Regions from separate parts of the Gossypium hirsutum genome. Here regions 1 and 3 are each linked to region 2. Evidence: chromatin contacts called from public Hi-C data. All regions are on one chromosome and are shown on one strand. The core of a region is the stretch at or near the end of the contact, and the rest is flanking DNA. Distances in the headings are between cores, read along the strand shown. Region 1 holds the start of LOC107891093 (NADH--cytochrome b5 reductase 1). Region 2 has its middle 160 kb from the start of LOC121210750. Region 3 holds the start of LOC107956267 (NADH--cytochrome b5 reductase 1).

Evidence for each region. Hi-C and Micro-C count contacts between places; a contact is called where the count stands out from the background.
Region 1: a Hi-C map of leaf shows a contact between it and region 2, with 2.4 times the contacts expected there. The contact joins the promoter of LOC107891093 here to the enhancer-like site in region 2. A contact is called at or near these places in 11 of 34 Hi-C or Micro-C datasets (anther, callus, hypocotyl and 3 more).
Region 3: a Hi-C map of leaf shows a contact between it and region 2, with 5 times the contacts expected there. The contact joins the promoter of LOC107956267 here to the enhancer-like site in region 2. A contact is called at or near these places in 11 of 34 Hi-C or Micro-C datasets (callus, hypocotyl, leaf and 2 more).

What each region holds. Positions count from the first base shown.
Region 1 is chrA11:91,115,528-91,119,129 of Gossypium_hirsutum_v2.1, reverse strand. It overlaps LOC107891093 (NADH--cytochrome b5 reductase 1), which reads left to right and starts at 2,101. Exons shown (of 9, transcript XM_041082252.1): 1 at 2,101-2,527. The coding sequence starts at 2,413.
Region 2 is chrA11:91,303,832-91,307,295 of Gossypium_hirsutum_v2.1, reverse strand. It overlaps the pseudogene LOC107956917. Among protein-coding and RNA genes, the nearest start is that of LOC121210750, 160 kb to the left of the region's middle. Within about 2 kb of position 1,880, at least 7 of the 9 cell types and tissues checked have an H3K27ac peak or open chromatin away from gene starts, as enhancers often do. A contact at or near this core is called in leaf, where this site is marked.
Region 3 is chrA11:91,051,367-91,055,168 of Gossypium_hirsutum_v2.1, reverse strand. LOC107956267 (NADH--cytochrome b5 reductase 1) reads left to right here and starts at 2,064. Exons shown (of 7, transcript XM_041082251.1): 1 at 2,064-2,130; 2 at 2,247-2,337; 3 at 2,445-2,522; 4 at 2,889-2,969; 5 at 3,131-3,220. The coding sequence starts at 2,445.

The DNA of each region.
Region 1 (3,602 bases), core at 852-3,351, 190 kb after region 2:
TTACTCAAAATAAAAAAATATAGGGACCAATTGTATAATTTAACCTAAAATTTTCGTTTGAAATGATGATTTAATGTGTCACGTTAACTTATCGTTACACCGTTAACGACAATTAATGCTTAATAACTAAAATGCTATAACATGTTAATATAATGACTAAAACATAATATTTCAAATAAAATTAACTATTTTAATAGTTTACTTAAATAAAATAAAAAATTACATATATTGGATCTAATTGTAACGGTCATCTCAAAAAGGCATTCCAATAGTAGAGATGAGGCAGTCCAAAACCACGTGCGGACAAAACTGTTGGCTTTTGCAACTTTTAACGTAAATAAATGCTCCTTATTTCTTTATTTTAATAAATCTAATCCCAATTGGTTGGTTCACTCAATTTTTCCAAAATGTATATATTATTTATGGAGATTTACAATAAAAAAATATATTTATTTTTTGAGGAAAAAAGACTTGAATTTGTACAAAAAGGATTAAAGGAAAATGGTTGGAAAATGTTCAATAAGGAAATTCGGGGCCATTGTTGGTAGATTTTCATACAAATTAAAAATATACAAAATACAAAACTAATTTAACATTTGATAAAATGTTTAAAAAAATTCAATTAATTAAAAATTAATATTTTTAGTAACTTAAAATTTTTAAATACATTTGATTATTCATAATGAAAACTATCTGATAGAATTTTGTTTTCCACAAAAAAAGTGTAAAAAAATGATAAATAAATAACTTATCATTGAATAGAGAATAAGTTTAATTTTTTTATTGTATTATATTATCTTTTAGCGAACAATCTAATTAAATTTTATATTTAATTTTATATAATTTATCAAATATATTTTATAACTTAATTTTAATATTTAATTTTTCAGTACTTATTTTTTCAATGCTTAATCTTAAAATTGATTAATTCCAAATATCAGTTTGACTAAATTATCACATTGATATTTGTATTTTTTTTACCAGTTTGACCCTTATACTTTATTTTTGTTATCAATTTGACTCCACTTTAATTTTGTAATCCCTAATACCCAAAACCAACCAATGACAACTGTCACGTATAAAAAATTTTCAAATTCACTTGAAATTTTTAAAAATAAAAGAACTAAAAAAATTCATCAAAATTCCAAAACATCATAATTTTTTTAAAAAGCTCCCAAATATTTTAAAACTCATAAAATTATTTAAAAACTAAAAAATTATTAATCTATTTTTTAAAATTTACAAGTACGTAAAACGTCAAAAGTATAAAAAAAATCAAATTTTCTAAAATTTGTTTGTTTGGAATTTTAGGGTTTTAAAAAAAAAATTTAGAAATTTATGAACATTTTAAAGAATTTTATGGTATTTTTTTACCTAGAAAACTCAAAATTCCTTAAACGTATAAAAGATTTCATAAAAAAGCAAAAAAAAAAAACCCCTAAATTTTCCAGAAAAACAAACCATAAATTTCTTTAAAATTTTCATAAAATTCTAAAATTTTCTAAAAACCAAATTCCAAACAAATGCATTTTTAAAATTTTATGAATTTTTTAATTTTTTTAAAATTTTCGTGTCCTTAAAATTTTAAAAAAGTATTTTTATAATATTCAAAAACATATTTTTATTTTTTTAGTTTTTATAATTTTAAATTTCTTTTGAATTTTTAATTTTTTTAAAATTTTAATTATTTTTTAGAATTTTTAACACATAACAACCTGCCATTGATTGATTTAATTTTTTAATAGAAAATGGGGTTGGTGTAACGAGCTATATAGAATAAAAACATAAGAGTTAAATTGATAAAAATAATACAATTACTAAAATAATAATTTAACTATAATATGAGACCCAAAAAGGTATTAAGTATGAAAAAATGAGTAAATAAAACCAATTCAAATGCAGATAAATTAATTTAGTTACAAAAATTTTAAAACAGGCTTTGGTTCGACTCACATAGTTGCCATTGCGACATTAGAAAAATACAGTGATTAATATTAAATGTCATTTTCTTTCAAATAAAAAAATTAGTAAATATTAGCTGCAGCAATAATGATATATTGCATTATTAAATATATATATAATATTTTGATTTTTAAATACAGATGAACTGTGGATAATAATAAATTAAAGGAAAAATAATAAATTACCTTATAATATCTTGTATTCTATAGAGAATGATAAGTTGGGAGAGAGTCATGCTTTGGTGGTAGGTACACCAGATCCTTCACTTTGGTCTCATTGCATAGAGTTATGAACTGTGCCTACACCTAACATTTTCCCCATCTCTATCTTTTCTTCTCTCCCTCTAAACCAAACCCAACCAAAGCCCCTCTCTGCAAGCAAAACTTAAACTAGGAATTAAACCTATTCTTTATAAATTGCTACGAAGGGTTGGGTTTTGTTCTTAAGATCATGGATTTGGAGTTCCTGCAATCCATGGATGTTCAGATTCTTGTTGGTTTAGGAGTAGCTGTTTTAGCCATTCTTGTTGCTGCTGCTTATCTCTTTTCCTCCAGGAAACCCAAAGGTTTTGACTTTACACTCAATTGTCTTTATGCTGTTTTTTTTAGCAGTTAAATTTCTTTTATTTTGTTCAAATATTGTTTCTTCTTTTCTTTCCCCGTTGATTGATTGGTCCTTGAATGTTAACTAATAGGTATACCGTGTACTTAAATCCCGGGGTTTTTGTGTATGTTTTGGCCTGTTTATTTGTATTTTGGTCAATGGGTTTTTAGGGCATGTAAGGTATTGAAATGGATTAATGGCTTGTTGTTAAGAATGTAGTGAATAATAGACTGTTTTCCGGTGGTCTTGATTTGTTGTGGTTCTGAATGTTTGGCATACTGATTGAATATATGGTTTAGGATTGAGTTCTGTTTCTTATGTAGTTTGAATGAAATGCTTGACGGTGAATGACTGTCACATAAAATATTAACAGCTTGTTTTCTGGACGGAATGGCTGTGTTTGTGTCTAACTCTTCACGGGCTGATACTTTATCCGTAAGGTATTGGTCCATGAAGCTATGTTGCTCGGACTCTTCATTTTTCTTGATTTACCCATGTTTGACTCCAAGGGTCCTCCAAATATATGGAAAAACTTAGAAAATTGCAACCATACCAATGCCAGATACATTTATGTATCCAACACTTAATAAGGTAATCTTAGGATTTGAAATATTCAAATACAGTTGTCAGAAGCAAGTATTGCAAACTAATTTATTTCCTTTTCTTAGTAAAAAATTGCATTCCTGCGTACTGAATCTTATAACTTGGCGGGTTAGCTTTATCATTGGCTAAGGCTGGTATTATGTGGTGCTTAATGCTTATAAAGAACAGTGTAAGCTTGGAGCAATAGAAAATTGTTAAAAACTACTGGCATCAATATAGGGCAATATTTTGATGTGAATTGTTCTGAATTTCTGATCAAAGTTGTATATTCTTACATTTCAAGAGACAAATCTGTTGTGTTCGTTTTAACTTATGACCTCTAGTTAGGCAAAGTTGCAGGTTCAAGCAGTCTAGGTGACATATCTACTTGAATTTGGCTTGTTAGCACTTGCTGAACTGTGGTTATCCTCAGTTCCTTGTATTATTCTCTGTTG
Region 2 (3,464 bases), core at 631-3,130:
CATGGAAAAAGTCCAAAGCCAAGAGACAGTTTATACACATTAAAAGAGCACGTGGAATGGATTGAGAAATCATTAATCTCTGAATATAAGTTAAATTCATTTCATGTGGTTGCTCACTCGATGGGCTGTATTATTGGATTAGCTCCCTCAAATCTATCACCCTTGTTGCCCCTGTAAGTATATATATTGTTTCAAAATTTTTTTAAATTTATCAATGCCTTTCTTTTAATATTAAAATTGAATGGTTTCAGCCATACTTTCCATCAAAGGAAGGAGTAGAAATGAGGGCAATGAAATGGCTAACACCTAAAAGATTGTGGCCGCCGACGGCGTTTATTTGGTCGATCATGGTGTGGTATGAACACTTGAGTCGATGTGTCTGCTTATTAGTGTGCCGAAATCATAGGTTTTGGGAAGCACTTATTAAACGCCTCACCTCATCAAGGTAGTCAAAATCAATTTTAACCATGTCTTTCATTAAACAATAATAATCGATGGATGAAAATTAACAATTGAATTTATATTATAAAATTATTTAATGTATTAGTAAAAATTAATTACAAAATATATTCATTTTTTTCTTAATTATAAATCTTGATTTTTGAAATTCTTTATTTTATAATTTTAATCTTATATTAAATAAAATATTTTCAAAAATGATTTTAATATATTAAAAAAAGAATAAATAATCTTAAAAAATGTTTTAACAATCATATGATATTGGTATTATTTTTTCGTATTACAACGGATGTCTTATTTGGTGAGTATTCAGGGATGTGAACTTTCTGGTTATGGACTTGACAAAGCATATCCATCATTCAGGGTGGCATACTACACATAACGTGCTATACAGAGGAGTAAAAGAAATGGATAAAAACCTGGAAACATTGATGAAATTAAAGAAAAGAGTGCATGTTATTGTAGGCAGCAGGGACAAAACCAGTCCACCAGATTTTAGGCACAACATCAAGACCAAATTCCCTGATGTGGAGCTTCACAACATCCCAAATGCTGGCCACCGCTCTATCATCCTCACCAGAGAGACTGATTTTGCTCACAATTTGTTCCATATCTGGGAAAATACTGCATCTCACCACCACCATAATGCCCATACTGAGGGTGAATAAGAAAATACTGCATCTCACCACCACCATCATGCCCATACTGAGGGTGAATAAAATATTTATTTTCAAGAAGCCCTCAAGGGGAACTTATTTATAGAAATAAAACATGGTTTTCACAAAAAAATGTAAAGCTTAATTGAACTACTTCATGTTACTATCTTTATAACATGGTATCCATCAAACTTAAAGTTCATTTGAAGTTCCTCCTCAATCTCATGTTGTGGTCTCTTTGTTGAAGAAATTTTATAATAATAGCAATAGTTTGAAGGGGGAAAAATGAAAAATAATATTATCTTTATACATTTTTATTTTACTACAACCAGTCTTTCAATATAAATAGAAAATGATCTTTCTTTTTTACGTCTTTTTGGGTAAAGAATTGGGCTGAAGGCTAGATTCTCAGGTTGATAACTAGGCTTCCTATAAAGTATATGTAAGCCAGGGGCTCTCAAAATTTTGGCACTAAGATGCTCCCCAATGCTTAAATCAGCATGTGTGTATCATACTGGAGGAAAGTAAGGAGATATGTTTACAGAGTCACGGAATAAAGTGAAGAAGATGAAGAGAGGAAGAAGATACTCGGTATTATACCTAAGCTTTGGTTTACCCCTTGCATGTTGATGTGTCTGGAATATGGCCATTTTGTTCCTTGTGGCTTGGGCAGTGTCAGGGTCCTTTTTGATAGGGTATGTTGGAAGCCGAAAGCTACTTTTCTCTTTATGTGGCATGTTCTTTAGTTGCTAGCTAATGCTTAATAAAGCTTGGGCCTTATGAGCCACATGTTTCTTTGGGCTTTAGCCTAAGTCAGCCAAACTTGTTCAAGCTAGTATAACAATTCTCCCTCTTTAGATCTGAAGTGAGCTATAAACCGACATGTTGAAGACCTGTGCAGAGTTAAGATTTGTTGGAGTTTTGTTACAGAAGTTGGATTCAAGCTAGTACGCTTAATGGATGCATTGGAGAACAAGAATACCACATTCAAAAGGATATAGGTGAACAAGAATCAAAAGGATTTGTAGCAAGATATGCAGGTGTGCGAATTATTGATGTTTAATGTCTCAGAGTAGGGTAATGATCCTTGGTGTTGTGTTGCTTTGAATGGGTCTTATCTCTGAGCAGGTCTGAGAGAACTCGACAGGTTATCAAAATTCTTGAGAGTTTAGATGAAAAGTGTTGAAGCGATCTGCGAAGAAGGATAGGATAATTACGAATTGAGGAAGAACATCGAGTGTTGAAATGGAAAACAATAAGTGGAAGTGATGCGATCATAGATTGATGCCGAGGAATCGCTGTTGGACGAAGGCATCGAAAATGTTCGAAGGAAAGTAGTGAGAGCTGAAGCGGAATAGACTTTGGAGCTTGATAAACCTTTTGGTTTCATAGCTTGTTGGTCAGATGAGGAGGTGATTTTTGTGTTAATGCGGATCATTGAGAGGGATGACAAAGACATCTGTGAAATTTTACGCTTGATTTCTCTTGTATTTGGAGCTTGGGCTGTTTTTTTTTTTTTCCATGTAGCTTTTGTGTTTTTTATTTGTATAATTTGTATGAGAATTGTTGTGGCCATGGGATTGAAAAATGAAATAGTTTTTCTTGAATGGAGGGTTCAATGGGGATTAGGGAGAAAGTGCCTTGGATTTGTATGTTTTGAGGGAGTTTATGGTTTATCATTTCAGGTTTTCTCGCGGCAATTGATACAATGGATGGGGCCGCGATAGTTGGTATTGATCAATCTTTTCGAGGTTGCGAAGTGTTTTCTTTGCTGGTTAGAAGTTTGTGCATTTGATTTTGGCACCTTTAAGGAGCCTTTTTACATTATTTTTTTTTGGTGTTTGTTGGTCTGTGTTCCCCCAGTGTTCTTGGTGTTTCTTTCCATTGATTTTTCTTGGCATGTTTCTTGGCTTTCTAAGGCAACTTTAGTTGGTGCTTGGTGGCTCAAAGATGGTGTCTTCTTTCCATTGATATTTTTTGGCATGTTTCTTGGCTTTCTAAAGAAGCTTTAGTTGGTGCTTTAGTGGCTCAAAGATGATGTCTTCGTAGGAGCTTACTACTATTCTATTTTTTCTTTTAGATGTGTTTTTATAGTTCAAACTTGTATTTTTTTTTCTTTTATTCAGATGTTAATTTCGGTTTGCTTGTTGTTCCATGTTCTACTAACCTTACTTTAAACAACCCTTTTCTCACACCTACTCAGCTTTCTCACTCTAGTTTCAATTTCACTTGTCAAAACTCTATAAATTCTAGGTTGAGAATGATTAAATGGATGGGGGAATAGAGCTTAAGAGGTTCTTTAAACGAAGATTCTAAAAAAATCTTAAGGCTGGTAATGGAAAATTTAAA
Region 3 (3,802 bases), core at 815-3,314, 250 kb after region 2:
TTATTAATTGAATTTCTTTCACTAGTGTTATAATATAATAATTTTTATTTAAAAATGAATTTATATTTAATAAATTTATTTGATAAAAAATGAAAAAGACAAATTTATATGTAATTTTATTACTTATATAACTAAATTAAAAGATAAATATTTGGAACAGGGAAAGGCACAAGGAAGAAGTCTGAACTGTAAAGAAAGCCCACTTCTTCAGTAAGACCTCCATTCAGAAATCAAGAGAAAACTGAAACATAAAATCAAAACTAACGACGTCTAATTACTTACTGTTTCTTTTTCTTTTACAGTTTTGTTTTTTCTTGTCCATCAGTTCACCTTCACTGATAATAGTTTAATTTCCCTTCTGAGAGTCTGGATTGGTTTTATTCCACTCTGGGGTTGTTTCCTTTGTCAGCTTTTGGAAAGAAATTAGCTAATTTCACATACAACAAAGGGTCTCGAAGTATAGAGAGCATCGAAGAGAATATTCTTGAATGGAGGAAGAGGAAATGGTGAGGATGGTGCAACGCACATCTTTTCTTGTGTTATTCTTGAAGTTGTAAGATATTCCGGTACCATCTTCATCTACTATAAACATTGAATCTCCTTCTTCCTCGGAGTGAGTCACACACAAGAGCTTAAATACCATACGTTTCATCTTTAGAATACGGTACGGATCAGCTTCAAGATTTAAACTGTACTTCAAGTGCCAATGGGAATGATCCTCCGCCATCTCAAATACACTGTACTCTAAAAGACTAGGCACAAGGGCAACTACAAGATTCAAATAGCCTCCACACTCTCCGAACCAGCGATACCCTTGGCGATGAACCTCAGATGTCAATGGTTTCAAACATTCATTTTCAACATCAAAATATTGTGATTCAAAGACCTCACTCTCCCAATAAATCGTACCCTTAAGAAAACCCCTTGATAAAATTTCATACCCTCTTCCCAACTGAAATTGATTTTTCGGTAACTCCAATGACAGTTTTGTGATGAATATATGTCAATAAAATATTCAGCTTTCCTCTCCATCTTCATCCCCATCTCCATCTCCATCCCCATCTCCTCCAATATTAAATAACGTCTCTGTTGCCAAACTGAAATAATTTTGTAATAAGATGATTTAAGAGGGTCAAAAGCAAGATTAACCCCACACAGCTCATACTGTTTAAATATAGGGAATGGAAGAGGGAGCATCTTAAATTTCCTGGTAGCAGGGTTACAGATAAAAACCTTACACAAACAAACATAAGGATTTTTACTGAAGGAATCGCAAAGAAGCAAGCCTTGACACGATTGCAATATCTAGTTGAGGAGATCTATAAAATCTCAGCAGGGGACTTGGATGCAGTCACGAGTTAAAGGAAGGAATCCCAATGACATCGAGGAATACAGCACGAGGGTTGAGAGAAGCTTTGGCATGCCAGGAGCGAATGTGGGCGAGGCTAAACTTTTTGCTAGAAATAAGATACATCCATTGTTTCGACACCGCCTTGTATCTCAGAAGCGATTTTGTGGGCAATTTAAGAAAGATTTCAGTTAAAAGATCTTCATTGTATCTTATTCGCTGTCTAAAGTTGAAACCCATCGTCGTTATTTTCGTCTCGTATCTAAACTTGAAACCCTTTATTTATTTACAGGTGATCCCTGAGTGGAGGTGTAAACGACTTTTGACTACTCAAGAATTTTAATCTGAGTGGAAAACAACCTTCGAAGATGTACTTCAATTTTCTTTTTAGGGAGGATACGAAATTCTAATAAGACCACAACTCAAAACTCTTCAGCAAAATATCCTATTACACGTGGAGTTGAGTTGGTGAGATATATATATATTTTTTTAAATTTTGTTAGTTATTCACTTAATGTATTATTTAATAAAATTACTTAATAAAATTACTAGTATAATTTTATTTTATTATATTATATTTTATAATTTTTTTAAAAGGGACTGATTTATTATTTCACACAAGGTCTAAAAATATCAAGAATGGACCTAAGCAGAAGGAAGTCTAAAAATATCAAGAATGGACCTAAGCAGAAGGAAGTCATAATGTGACAGAAGTTGACATTTGAACTTCCTACTCCTACTTTAGTTTTGGGTCTTCCCATCGAACAGCATATATGTTGCAGGTTCAGTTTATTGTATTCATCCTTTTTGTATTTCTTCTTATATTATGGTTTTAGATACTTCCCAAATGCTTGCGAACTGGACTAGTATGCAAGTTAGATGCTTCTCATCTTAACAGGGGCAAGGATAGCCAAGGTGAGGAGGTTATTAAACCATATACGCCTACTACATTGGATTCTGATGTTGGTCATTTTGAATTAGTTATTAAGGTACTTTCCTAAAATTTCTTGCTGGTTAGAGTGAACTTTAGTGTGATATTTATATATACGAGTGTTCCCATCTTCTAACTGTATGATGGAAATTTTCTTGTAAGTAGATGTATCCTCAAGGAAGGATGTTACACCATTTCAGAGAGTTGTGTGTTGGTGATTATCTTGCTGTGAAGGGTCCCAAGGTATACAGTTTCTTAAATATGAATTCATAGAGTGCTCTTGTCTATAGTGTACTCCATTACATTTCCTGCATGTTTCTTTGTTAACATTGCTTTTGATGTTAGCAACAACTTTTTTTTCAGGCGAGCTACTTATCTTGCTTTTATTGCAACCTGAAATATTAGATTATCTCCATAAATTGCAACCTTACCATTGCAATGCATTTCCTATAGAATACAAACACATCATGTTTGTTTAAACGCTTTCCTTGTATTATCGAAGGCTTGCTGCCTAGGGCTTTTTTTTGCCTTGTCTGAATCTTGTTCAACTTGAGAATTCACCTTTGATTATAATTTTCTTAATGTTGTTCCATGAATTGTTTCTTCCAGGGGCGGTTCAGGTATCAACCTGGTCAAGTTAGAGCATTTGGGATGATTGCTGGAGGCTCTGGCATTACTCCAATGTTCCAAGTATGTCAATCATTTGTCAACTAGTTCTTCTTTTAATGTATTTGGTCCTATTAGAGACATGTTGCCTTTTCACATGTTTTTATTTTTAGCCTATTGCAAAATTTTAAATATTTGTATAACATGTCTCCGATATTTGTTTTCTGGTTTTGGTTTGTGATTAGGTAGCCAGAGCCATATTGGAGAACCCAAAAGACATGACAAACGTACACCTTATTTATGCCAATGTTACATATGAGGACATTCTTTTGAAGGTATTTTACTTTCTACTTTGTTTATTATCTTTCAACGACTCAATTGGTCCAAAGTAACAAACCCCGGACAGGCTTCTTCTGTCTTCCATTGTGGAGAACAGAATAGCCTGTCTCTACGAGCAATGCTGAGCTATATTGGGCCCTGAATGGAATTGTGTACTAGGCCTGACCCTTTTGTATGGTGCAGCAGGGTCGGAGCATATGATTGGCCCAAACCCTTGTTTATGTCCTTTTTTTTTTTTTTTTTGATGTTGCCAAGGTTTGACCCCTGGTCTCTGGAACTAAGAGTCCAACACTCTACCAACAGATCACATGCCTGTTGGTGCTTATATCTTACCCCGGGCAGGACCTTTAGGGTCACCTCGTATGACTTGGAATGACTCGAACTTTTAGTTTATTTTATAATAAAAAACATCATGGTGGATTTTATAATTTCCATTCCATGTTATCATTATTATAGACCACATTCCAAGTTTCCTTGAATAGATTTATTTATTTTTGAATGTTGTACATTCAATGTGCAATGATTATTATGGCTGCTGTGAATGTACACACTGAGGATGAAATACGGCCATGGGTGCT